Regions from separate parts of the Capsicum annuum genome. Here region 2 is linked to region 1. A link is a contact called in public Hi-C data. All regions are on one chromosome and are shown on one strand. Each heading gives the region's core, a stretch centred on a gene start, on an enhancer-like site or on the middle of the called end of the contact. The rest is flanking DNA. Distances are from core to core; before and after follow the strand shown. Region 1 holds the start of LOC107860884 (60S acidic ribosomal protein P1). Region 2 holds the start of LOC107858459 (succinyl-CoA ligase [ADP-forming] subunit alpha-2, mitochondrial).

Region 1 (6,422 bases), core at 3,252-5,751:
TTCTCCAAGATGAGGAAAGGCCTCATAGATCCAAATCTGTAAGTAGTACAACAGTGAAAAAAAGAACTCAAAGTCTATGACAAAGTATAAATAAAATGAGAATCTACGATAAACTCACTAAAGGGTTTATGGTAGATACCATGAATGCCTAGGAAAATCCGAATAGAGCATAGGATGCCTTCTGCTTCTCATCAAATACTTCCATTTGCTTCTTCAGGTCACTTTTCTTCTTCAGATAGTCCATGGTCAGTTGAAATGTTTCTTTCTCCTATGAATACTTCTCGAAGAAACTCAAAGAATCGACCATTCAAATCATTATGTCAACAACTTTCGTCGAGTCTTTTGTAAGCAACATAGTGTGCAACAACCACAGTAGACAACACTTAAACTTCTGGTCCTCGTTCAGTTTATTCCCTATGATCAGGTGTAACAAGTTAGTCGCCGTGATATTTTTATTTTTCGTCACCTTAAAGCAAAAATTGTCCCCATTTGCTAACACCTTCTTCATTTTTTATTCACCGGAGTATGATGAACAGTTCAACCCCGTTATCAAACAAAACACTTTCAAGCCAAAACACGCAAGCTTGTTGTTAATGCAGAACCACATCTCATGACGCATTTTATTTTTTTTGACGCGTCGCAATAACAAATAATGTACCAACTGCCCATTGAACTTGAGATGTTGTGGCAGGTTTCTCAGGTGTCCAAAACAGGATTGGTTGAATCTTTTCTTTAATTCCTGGTCGACAAGAACTTTCTTAAATTCTTGATAAGCAACCATTTTTTATCTGATCGGTATCTTTGCCGGAAAAGATTTGACCTCATCGATTATCGTTCGAAGGTCATACCATTCCACGAAAATGAACCTTGAACAAGATGGCACGGACAAGGGATCACTATCCCCATCATCATTGTTTCTTTCACTTCTCTCGCTTTCGTCACTTTCACCACTAACATTGCGTTTGGCAATATTTTTACCAGAATCGACTTAGTCGCTTATCTCCTTTAACTCAAAATCTGATTCAGACTCCGACTCTTTAATTTTCTTCTTTTTTAAGACATTTCAAACTGCCTTAGCTTTTCTTTTTCTATTGCTACCAGCAGAATCAGAAGTCATACCATCTTTGCATTTAGGAAGGATGGTTTTTTTAACCATTTTCAACACAATCTACACCTGCAGAACAAATCTCACATTTTCAGTTCATAGACCACAAGTCTATCAACAGAAATAACTCAATGCTCAAATGAAACCCACTCACCACCCACCCCAAAAAAATTAAGAAATACCCCACCATTAAATAATTCACTACACAAATATATAATAACTGAACCAAAATCCAACATGCAGCATCAAAACACAACAATAGTTAGAAATCAAACTAGTGCACCTAATCAAACTAATTAGTTATTAATATTTCAATTTTCACTATTTCAGCAATCATGTTTTAAAAGAATTCATACGTCTGAAAATTGATTTCAATTTAGGGCATTCTTATTTCATAGACCATGGGTCTACGGACAGAAACAGGTCATTGTTCATATCAAAATGCCAAAATAACTCTTCAAATAGCAATTATCTCACCATTCAATACTCCGTTGCTAAAAAATAACCACAACTAAACCAAAACACCTAAACAAAAGTTTCAAAATTCAACACCGTGATCGACGAAAAAATCTGTCAAAAAGGCCGCATAAAACCTCAACCATTGCTTCAAAATCAAACTCATTACCTATAAAATTCTCATTTTTAACTACATAATCAATCAAATTTGAAAAAAAAATAAACTTCTTACATCACTACGAATCGATTAGCAAAGAAAACCGTTTAATTGGATCTAGAAATGATTGAAACTTGATTTTAACTAACCTTGTGAAGCAACGACGAGCCCTTACCAGTTGGAGAAGAAGAAGAAGAAGAAACGAAAATGACATTTTTGGGAGCAAGAGGTTTCAAAAGCGAGAGTTGGGAGAGAATTGAAGAGAGAGAGGGTTTTTTTTATATTGGAATAAGCGGAGGGTGTTAGGTGCATTATATTAAATTTGTAAAGTTATAAAAATGATGAATTGGTCCCTTGACCCACGTGTGGACCCCACTTTTCTCCACTTTTTACATCCTAAACCTGAAAATTAAATCAAAAAGAAATTTAGTGGACATTTAACTAAATAATTTTGAAAAGTATCCTTTTTGCCAATTTTTCCCAAGACTGCATGAGCTTCATAAGTCAGAGAAATTGAATAGACATTATTGCTTGTAAGATTACAATTTCCCCGAGTATACCAAGACTGCATGCTCAATTTGATCTTGTTTAGTTGTCTCCAATACCAGCTACAATCACTAGGAGGAGGTCAATCTGTATTTCACAAGCTAAAAAAAATACTCTCCATTTCAAAAAGAATAACTTACTTTTCTTTGTAATTTGTTTAAAAAGGAATAATTGTTTTTTTTATTTTTGATAATACTTTATTTTTAACTTTCCACGTGGCATATTTAAAAATTATAAGATTAAACGCATATTGATACATTTGATATAAATTTAATTTAGTACCACAAGATTTAAAAATCTTTTCTATTTTCTTACACTCCATATCAAGTCAAATTAGGTCATTATTTTTTAAATGAAGAGAGTAGATTTTTTCTAAAAACACTTTTTTAAAAAGTATTTTTGAAAAAAAAAATACACTTAGAAATATTTTTTAAAGATTTGGTCAAACACTGATTACAGTTCAAAAGTACTTATAAATTTAGTGGGCAAACACAAAGTGTTTCTCACTAAAAGTGTTTTTTAAAAGCATTTTAAAATAAGTAATTTTATAAATAAGTTGATTTTATAAATTTTGTCAAATAAACTATTTATGAAAAAAATAAGTTTGACCAAATATCTCAATTTTTTAAAAAGAATAAGCATTTTCCAAAAAATAAATTATCAAACACCTCACCTTTTTTAAACATAATCATTTTGTGAAGAAAAAATAAAGGTTTTGGCTAGAGCCGTCAATATGGACCAAGGTCTGGTGGGCTAGCCCGTCCCGGCCTGTAATTTGATGGGGTAGGATTCAATTTTTGCAGCCCATTTAAGAACTAACCTTTTTAGTTCGGCCCGAATAAGCCCATGGCCTTAGGGCTTGAGGAATGTGGGGTTGGGCTAGCCCGTGGGCCGGCCGGTCAGTCAAATAATAAATAATTTAAAAATAAAATAAATTACTGAAAAATAATAAAAGAGTTAAAAAACAATCAAGTTCAATGATGACCATTGACTGGTTCCATTAACAAAGAAAATGAAAACAGAAAAGTTTCCTACTTTTCTATCTAATAAATAATAAAATAATTAAATATCTACCACTAAAACATAAAGAGTACATTGTACTCTTCACTTTTCTAATTTCCTTAGTTCAGCTAGCCGCCTCCTTTTCACTATAACTCCCTCAACGCGCCATCGGCTCTCAACCGTGATGTTTTCGATTGAATAGTGCCACCTCTTCGTTTTCTTCCTACTTTGGGTGATTCGAGCTCTGGCTCCCTTTTGATTAACAAATATTAATACTATGTGTTATTGTGTGATAAATATTTATGTTTATTAATAGTGTAAAATTAAATTATAAAATATTACTTTTTAAAAAGTGAGCTGACCCGTGAGGTCCGCAGCCCACAGGATAATAGCGTGGGCTTGATATTTTTTGATCCGTCATTTAAATGGATCAGCCCAACCTGATCCGTCAAACTCAAAGCCTATATGAACTGAACCAACCCGTATTCAAAACTCTAGTTCTGGCAAACAGACTATGTAAGTTAACAGACTCTATTTAATGCCCTCGCAATAAAGCTGTAAAATGGTCATTGATTCTTTTTCCTGCTGTAAAGGATTTTTCATGAAAGAGGAATATATTACAGCTATTTTATTTCCCCCTTCTGCCTCTTTCCACTTTTAGCCATATATAGCTTTGTCCAGGGTTACTAGGTTAACATTGCTGGCAGAAAAGTTACACTACGCAATAATAATATTTGGTCCGTTAGTTCTTTAAAATGATTAATACAATTTTAACATTTTATAATCAGTAATTACAAAAACTGTTGAATATTATATTACAAAACTAAAATATATCAGTCCATCTCATTTTACAGTGTCATACATTTTTTAATCTGTTTTAAAGATATCACTTTTTTTAATTTGACAGTTATTTAATGGCATAATCTCATTTTATCCTCATTAATTCTCATTTAACAAGAAAAATCAATCAAAAAGTAGCATCAAAGTGACTTCAATAAACATTAAAAAATATTTTATTCCTTAAATTTTATATTCGATTAAACTATACCACATAAATTAAAATGAAATTTGTACGATCTATATGTCCTTTTGGGTAGGAGCAGCAGTCTACATGGAATAGGATTTGTCTTTCTGTTTTTTGAAAAAAAAAAAAAAAAAAAGGGTCCATAAAGAAATTCAAGTAGAAAAACTTTTTTTCGTTTTATTAAAGAGAAGGAAAAACGTAAATCAAAGAATGAAAATACAAAAAAGAAACGAAAAAAAAAAAACTGTAAATGAAACTTGTGCCTTAAGAAACCTTGCTATAAATACCCTCAAAACCCTAATAGAGACTCAAAATCACTCTTTCCCCCCACCCCATCAAATCTTCTGGCTGCTATTAGGGTTTCGAGAAAAAGAAAGAAAGGATGTCTTCCACCGGAGAACTCGCCTGTACTTACGCTTGCTTGATCCTTCATGATGATGGCATTCCTGTTACTGTAATTTAATCTTCGATCCCGCATCCGTTGTTGCATAAACTTTTGTAATTATGTTTTTTCGTCCATAATCTGTAATGTAATGTGACCGTTTGTACTGTATTAGGCTGAGAAGATTGCTACAGTGGTGAAAGCAGCAAATTTGCAGGTGGAGTCATACTGGCCTAGCCTATTTGCAAAGCTTTGTGAGAAGAAGAATGTCGAAGACCTTATCATGAATGTTGGCTCTGGCGGGACTGCTGCTCCTACTGGCGCTGTGGCCGGTGCTCCTCCTGTTACTGGTGACGATGCCGCAACAGCATCCTCCACCGCTGACAAGAAAAAGGTACTTCCACATTTATTTATTTATGTTCCACCTACCTAGATTTTTCTTAAAATCCATTTTACTAAAATTTAAACTGTGATTCAATCTGGGTTTTGTCAAAAATTATGTGTTTAAACACCAATCGTACTTATAGTGATTTTTTACCCTTCTATGTAAAAAAAATTTTAGTTTTTGTGTGTCAATTCTTGTAAAAATTGTAAATCGCGTTGTCCGCTTTTTTTTTTTTTTCATTTTGCTAAAGTAAGATTGAATTCTCATTGTTGTTTTTTCCGTTGTCTCTCAATTTGTTCAGGAAGAGCCAAAGGAAGAGAGTGATGATGAAGCCATGTTTAGCTTGTTTGATTAGTGTTGCAGAATTTCAGCATTGTCTTTAATTTTCTAGCACTAGAATTATGTTAATAATTTTGATTGTCGATGCATACTGTGTTATAGTATCGAAATCATTACTCTATCTATATGAATGGCGTTATTTCTTTATTTAATTCATCTCATGAGTAATTTTGACCAATTATAATTTAAAAGATAAATCTGATTCCAAAACAACTTGGAGAAATAGTCCAAAAAGATCCTAATTGCCGTTCAAATTGACTAAAGAAGTATGATCGAAGCATGAAATTAAAATGGTCAGATGCCTTTTTAGTTTGATCTTGGTTATTCTGCTTTTTCCATCTTGATAAAGGCATTCTTACTCTAAGATAAAAGAGTGCAGTCATTAAAACACCCTCTAAAATTTGATTCTTTCAATTTATTTTAACACTTTAGTTTTATCAATCCTTTAATCTTATTTGAAGTAAATTAATATCACCCCTAATACTAATTTACATTAAAAAAAAAAGAAGAAAAAAAATTACGGATGCATTTTTTATTCATTCAAGGTTTGATACTTTTAATAAGGTCCAATCAAAAATTGAAATTCGCCCGAAATAAGTTTGATTCTATTTTTAATGGTATATGCAATTTTTATTAAAAAAAGGATGCTCCACTAATATATAATAAAAAATTTAAAAGAAAAGGGAAGAAACATGTCGTTCTTCTTCAAACCGCACCACCCAACGTCCTTTCTCTTTCGAACCTCACGATCTCCACCACTTTTCTTCTTCTGCAAATTTGACACTTCTTTTTCCTTCAAACCGTCTCTCCCCTATTTCTACCATACTTAGTCAATTTTTTCAAGAAAGAAAAAAATATGGATAAAGCAATTGCGATTTTAACACTTTTTTTCACAAATTTCATTATTTAAAAAGAAAGGAGATAATCATTTCTTCTTTAAAAACTCAATTTATTTTTGTATAAGTAGAGCAATTTTCTTAATTTTTAGTTCTCCAAGGCTTAATTTTCTTGAAAACGAGATATGGT
Region 2 (6,187 bases), core at 1,013-3,512, 210 kb before region 1:
AATATACACATGCAATCCTCCAAATTATAATCCAAAAAGGCGCAGCAACGTTCCCCTAAAACTGCTCCACACTCTCCACCTCATTAGTTAGTTAAATAGAACCCTGAGTTCAGAAATCGAAAAGCAAGATCAACGGGAAAACATCCATATAAATATACTGAAAGAAAGTCAAATAGCTCAAGCTGATAAAGGGTTCATAAGCATAAAATAGGAATACCAGACTAACTCGGATATGGATCCAGGGATAAAATAACATTAGCAGCCTGTTTGTGTGTACAAACTTTTTGCTTTTTCAACTCTTTATTTCCGAGAAAAACTGTTTAGTTATACAACAACAACAACAACAACAAACCCAGTGTATTCCCACTTTGTGGGGTCTGGGGGGGGTAAGATGTACGCAGTCCATACCTCTACCTCTGATGAAGTAGAAAGGCTGTTTCCGAAAGACCCCCGGCTCAAGTTACGAGATATCAAACAAACACATAGTACAGCACAGAAGCAGATGACATAACATAGATACTGCAGCCATAAGGAATATAAAACAGAGTAAAGCAGGAATGCAGGAATATAAAGCAGAGGAAAGCACACAGATTCGTAACAAACATAGAACACGGAACACGGAACAGAACATTGAATACGGAATCATACCAGGAATACACCCCCACCAATTACCTCCCTACATTAGCGACCCGAACAGGCCCTAATCCTCTGCCGTAATTCGCGTCTTCCAGACCTTCCTATCTAGGGTCATGTCCTCGGTAAGCTGTAACTGTTCCATGTCCCGCCTAATCACCTCACCCCAGTACTTCTTCGGTCTACCCCTACCCCGTCTAAAACCATCCAACGCTAGCCTCTCACACCTACGGACCGGGGCATCCATGCCCCTCCTCTTCACGTGTCCGAACCATCTCAATCGTGCTTCCCGCATCTTACACTCCACTGAAGTCACCCCAACCTTCTCCCGGATAGTCTCATTCCGAGCTCTATCCCTTCGGGTCAGTCCACACATCCAGCGCAACATCCGCATTTCTGCCACCTTCATTCTTTGGGTGTGGGAGTTCTTAACTGGCCAACACTCCGCTCCATACAGCAAGGCCGGACGGACTACCACCCTATAGAATTTACCTTTAAGCTTGGGCGGCACCTTCTTATCACACAGCACCCCCGATGCAAGTTTCCACTTCATCCATCCCGCCCCGATACGGTGCGAGACATCCTCGTCAATCTCACCGTTACGGTGCGAGACATCCTCGTCAATCTCACCGTTGCACTCAATTTTTTCAGTCCAACTTGAAGTGGAGCTTCTCAAGTTTGAAAAACTTGTTCTACCACTTTTTCAAGTAAAAAAGAATTCCTCACGCACATTCAAAAAAAATTCAAGTAAACTGCATGTCGAAACTCAACTTTGTCCTTTTCAACTTAACTCAACTTTATCCTTTTCAACTTAACTTCAAATACTATTTTTTCAATTATCATCAAATTCATATCCAAGTCCTAAAATTTTGTGCAAGCATAGACTAGAACGCACTCACTAGGTCGAAACCCAGTAGCATTTTTCCAATATAAGTGAATGAGTTAGATGGCAGGAATTTTTATTGCACAAAATGGGATAACCCTGGCATAGAACAAGTATAAGTTCTTGGTTTCAAATAACATTATGCATTTTTTCCCCTCTTTTTGGGTGGTGAATAAGAGAGAATTTAGTAAATAAGACTTCTATCTTACCATATCATGCTGAGGAATTCCCTCCGTTATGCAGACAACTAAGTCCAACTCAGCTTCCATGGCCTCCATAATAGCTGCTGCAGCAAATGGTGGAGGGACATAAACCACTGAAGCATTAGCCTTTGTCTCTGCTTTTGCCTCTGCAACAGTATTGAAAACAGGAAGCCCCAAATGTTCTGTTCCACCCTTCTTGGGGGTCACTCCACCAACCTATTAAGGAATACAAAGCATACATAAAGGTAAGTGTGGTGATGATAAGGGATCAACAAGCATAGATATGAATACCATTTTTGACATGGATCATAAATAAATAAATAAGAGAGAGGCGATTAGATGATATACCATTTTAGTACCGTATTCAATGGCTTGTTCAGTGTGGAAAGTGCCGTTTTTGCCGGTGATGCCTTGACAGATGACGCGGGTGTTCTTATCAACGAAAACAGCGGGCGGTGGTGCTGACGATCCAAAGTAGCGATACTCATTAGGGTTAAGCTTTGTACTCCACTTTGAGATCACTCTTGTCGCTTGACGAGCCATGTTTGGTGGCGTCCCGTTTAGGTTTTCTGCACCAAACCAACAAAAGTCTTTTTCTTCACGAGCCAAAATGCCACACCACTTAGTTTTCGGATCAAATGAAAATGAGATACAGGGGGTGTTAGGATGGGTAGCAATAACTTTTGACTATTGGCTTATTTAAAATAAATTTTTTAAGCTTAAAAGTAATGTGAAGTGCTTAAAATCTTTGTCAAACACATTTAAAAAAATATTTAAAAATTAAAATTATTTAAAAATAAGTCAATTAAAACAGCCTTAAGTTGTTTGAATTGACTTTTTATTAAGTAATTTTTTTCATATCTATAATCTATATTTATAATATATTAAAATATAAAAACTTTTAGAAAAATAATTTGAATTTTTTATCCTTTATTAAAAGATTTTGCAATATACAAAGTCATCTTTTTACTACTTTCTAATATTTATAATTTTGAAATTAATTAAAAATTTGATTATTAAATGTTCTTATAAAACTAGGTAGAAAATCCTAATTTTTATGAACTTAAAACCATTAATATTTACCTTATATAAATTATTTCCCTATTTGAACTGCATAACATAATTATAAAACCTTTAAATGGAGAATTCCTCTTACAACGGTTCACAAATTTCTCAGTTTTCGTAAGCAAATTAAATGATCTAATTCTAATTAATTAAAAACATGTCGCCAGCTTAATCCAAATCAAGGAGAAACCAATGAGTTACTTCTTTTATTGGAATGAGGTAAAGGTAATATTAATAATTTGAATTAATAAAAATTAAATTAATTTTTAACCGATGAAAATAAATAAACTAGAGTTGCTGATAATTTTTTTTTTTTTTTTTTTGAGAAAATCAAAACTACTACATATGTATTATGACTTTTCTTTAATTAGGTTTGGAATTCTTTCAGTTTTTTTTGTTCATATATCAATTATTAGGATTTATATTGTCTCTTCTCTTTGTTTTGGTTTAGAATTAGCTTTATGTTTTGTGGAATTTAAAACCAACGACGATTCAATTAGGCTAGGTTGGACTTTAAGTTTTTTTTTTTTGTATAAAAATTAAGTTTAATCTTATTATTCTGATTTCTCGATTATCGTATTGTTTTGTTATAATTTTTATTATGTTACTATATATTATTTTTCTTATTGTTCGGTGAGGCTTTATGAATTTTCTTGTAAAAGTTAAGTTTAATCGTATTTTTCTGATATCTCAATTATGTTGCACTTTCTGTTCTATTGCTAGCTTTTGTTTCTTCTACTTAATACAGGTGGTAAATGAATATTCATCGAACTTTGAAAATATTTTTTGTTAAGATCATGTTTAATAATCGTATTATTCTGATATCTCGATTGTCTTATTATTTTATTGTAGTTTCTATTTTGTTTTTATCTACTATTTTTACAGATGTAGATGAATGTCCGACCGGTCTTTAAGAAACTTTTGCGTAAAGGTTAGATTTTATTTTGTGTACTTTCTATTTAATTGCTATCTACTATTTTTCTGCTTCATACAAACGGTAGATGAATGTTCGATTAGACTTTTAAAAAATTTTTGTTTAAAGATCAGGTGTAATCGTATAGTTTCAATTTTGTTTCAATCTATTATTTTTTTGCTCAATACAGATTGTAGATGAATGTTCAATTTTTAAGAAACTTTTATGTAAAGATTGGGTTTTATGCGATTTTTTTATTTACTTATTTTGGTCCAATATTTTAGAAGAAGAATAGTAATCATTTAAAAAAAGGGTAACAATTTAACCCAAAGAAGGAACACTAAGCAAAAAAAGTTTGTTTTTAATGGAAAAAAACAGTAAGAGTCCAACAAAGAAAAATATTACGTGAGACAACTAGACAAAGATGAATACAAATTTAATGCCATTAGGATTTAACTTTTGATTTTTGCGATGAATAAACAAATTTTGTCATTATACTTAATTTTGCTCCTAGCTTAATTGTTAATGTGATAGTGGGTTATCACGATATTTTGAAGTATGTTTTTTATCTTAAAAATTTTACGTTATTTTTAAAAGATTTTATCCTTAATAATATAATTTATGTATACATAATAAATTTTTTATATACATTTATTATTAAATAACACGATACACACGTGCAAAACACACGTACACCTGAGTAGTAAGCTAAAAAGCATTGAGTTGGAATATTTAATTTTTGACTGTAGCTTATTTTTATATTTTTTAAATTTAAAAATAAGTGTTTTTTCTATTTTTTAAATACCTCCAGACATTAAAATATTTAAAAGTCAAAAGAAATTAAAATTTCAATCCAAACACCCCCTAACTTATTATTTTATTCCTTTTGAAAACCTTCCAACTAAATTACAATGTTATAGCCACTTGAAAAAGATGATTATAAAACCCTTTTTACTATAGGAGATGAATTTGGAAAACCAAATGCATATAGCTAAAAAGTAAAAAATTGAGAAAAATATCCCTCTTGTTTCATTTCAATTTTCACTACATCCTCATAATATTTCATTTAATTTAAAACATTCCTTAGGTATTCCAAAGTTGATAAAAAGGATCTCTCTATTAATTTTTCGTTGATATTTGACAAATGCTAATATTCTTATGTGACTTCTCCCCTCCCTCACTTTTCCCTTATTTTTCTCATAAAATTTTCGATCCTTCCTCTTCTTGACAAACAAAAAGGTACTTTTAGGATGCATGAGATAGAGTTTCTAATATTTAAACTTCTTTTTCCTCATTCAGCTTCTATTGGTGAGGCCCGAGATAAACTGAATTTTTAGAAACATTTTCACCATCATTTGAGGAATTTTTTGAGCAAATTTATTCATAGGCACAAGAGAAAGTTGTTCTATTTGGTGCTTTTTCTCGGTAACTCTATGTAGATTCAGAACAAAGTTAGGAAGTAATTTCAGTCAATGCATTGGGAGGATCCATGTTTTCTAATATTTAAATTTCAACGGATTTAAAAATTTAATGTCAAAGGTAACGAGGAACCACTTTGATCCACATTCTGAGAATCATCGACAATTACTAGTTGTCACTCATTATCTTAATCAATAGCATTCTCTTGTCTAGAGCTAGTATGTATCTCTTCAATTTGAACGAAGTATTAACAGTTTCCTAGTTATGCGAGTTGCCACCTTTAATTACATTACTCAATTGAATAATTCTACCTATTTCAGATGTTTTAGTCTTTTTCTCATTAAGATTGTGTTGCGATATCTTTCCGACAGGAATTAGAGTGTTACTCGATTCCCTGAAGCTGCTACAATGACATTATATGACTGTAGAATTCTTATTTCTGCCAGTTTCTAAATCGACAATGAAGGTAATTCCTTCTCAATGTGACCAACTTATTTTCCTTTGTCAATGCTTTGTTTAATAATTTTATCACTTTAAACACCTCTATTTCTGTCAAATTACTGCCGCAAATTTGGAACAAAATTCAAACAAATGCTTTGATGGTTTTTTTTAAGGATCAAAATTCATGAGCCAAGGAAATGATCTAAACTAAATTTGAGCATCATTAAATGATAAGTAATTCATAAATTTTGCAGCAATTATTAAATAATCTTCATACCTATCGAACCTAATCAAAACTTTCCTGCATGCAATCCACCCCCCAATACAGTGAGTTTGCGTGCCCAATTTCTTTGAGAATGGATTATGATTTTCACTAATATTTATATGCTCAGAAAAACTTGATCATTAATTCTTGATGTTAACTCTTCTCAGTGAGATTGTTCCAGATCCTCCATTAAACACTTAATTGTAGGTTTTTCATGCATGATTTGAATCGATATGAGAATTATTTTCTGTGATATTTTGCGTAGGTTGTTTAGAGGCTATTAAGAAAATATATGATTGAAATATTAGAATTATCTCCCACAGCCTGAAATTGGGGAGAGGAGGCTGCCATGGCAACACGAGATC

What was found. Hi-C and Micro-C count contacts between places; a contact is called where the count stands out from the background.
Region 2: a Hi-C map of leaf shows a contact between it and region 1, with 3 times the contacts expected there. The contact joins the promoter of LOC107858459 here to the promoter of LOC107860884 in region 1. A contact is called at or near these places in 2 of 5 Hi-C or Micro-C datasets (leaf and placenta).

What each region holds. Positions count from the first base shown.
Region 1 is chr2:28,458,939-28,465,360 of UCD10Xv1.1, reverse strand. It overlaps LOC107860884 (60S acidic ribosomal protein P1), which reads left to right and starts at 4,501. Exons shown (of 3, transcript XM_016706350.2): 1 at 4,501-4,744; 2 at 4,848-5,066; 3 at 5,359-5,548. The coding sequence starts at 4,673. The coding sequence ends at 5,412.
Region 2 is chr2:28,669,463-28,675,649 of UCD10Xv1.1, reverse strand. It overlaps LOC107858459 (succinyl-CoA ligase [ADP-forming] subunit alpha-2, mitochondrial), which reads right to left and starts at 2,262. Exons shown (of 7, transcript NM_001324746.1): 1 at 2,068-2,262; 2 at 1,726-1,935. The coding sequence starts at 2,262.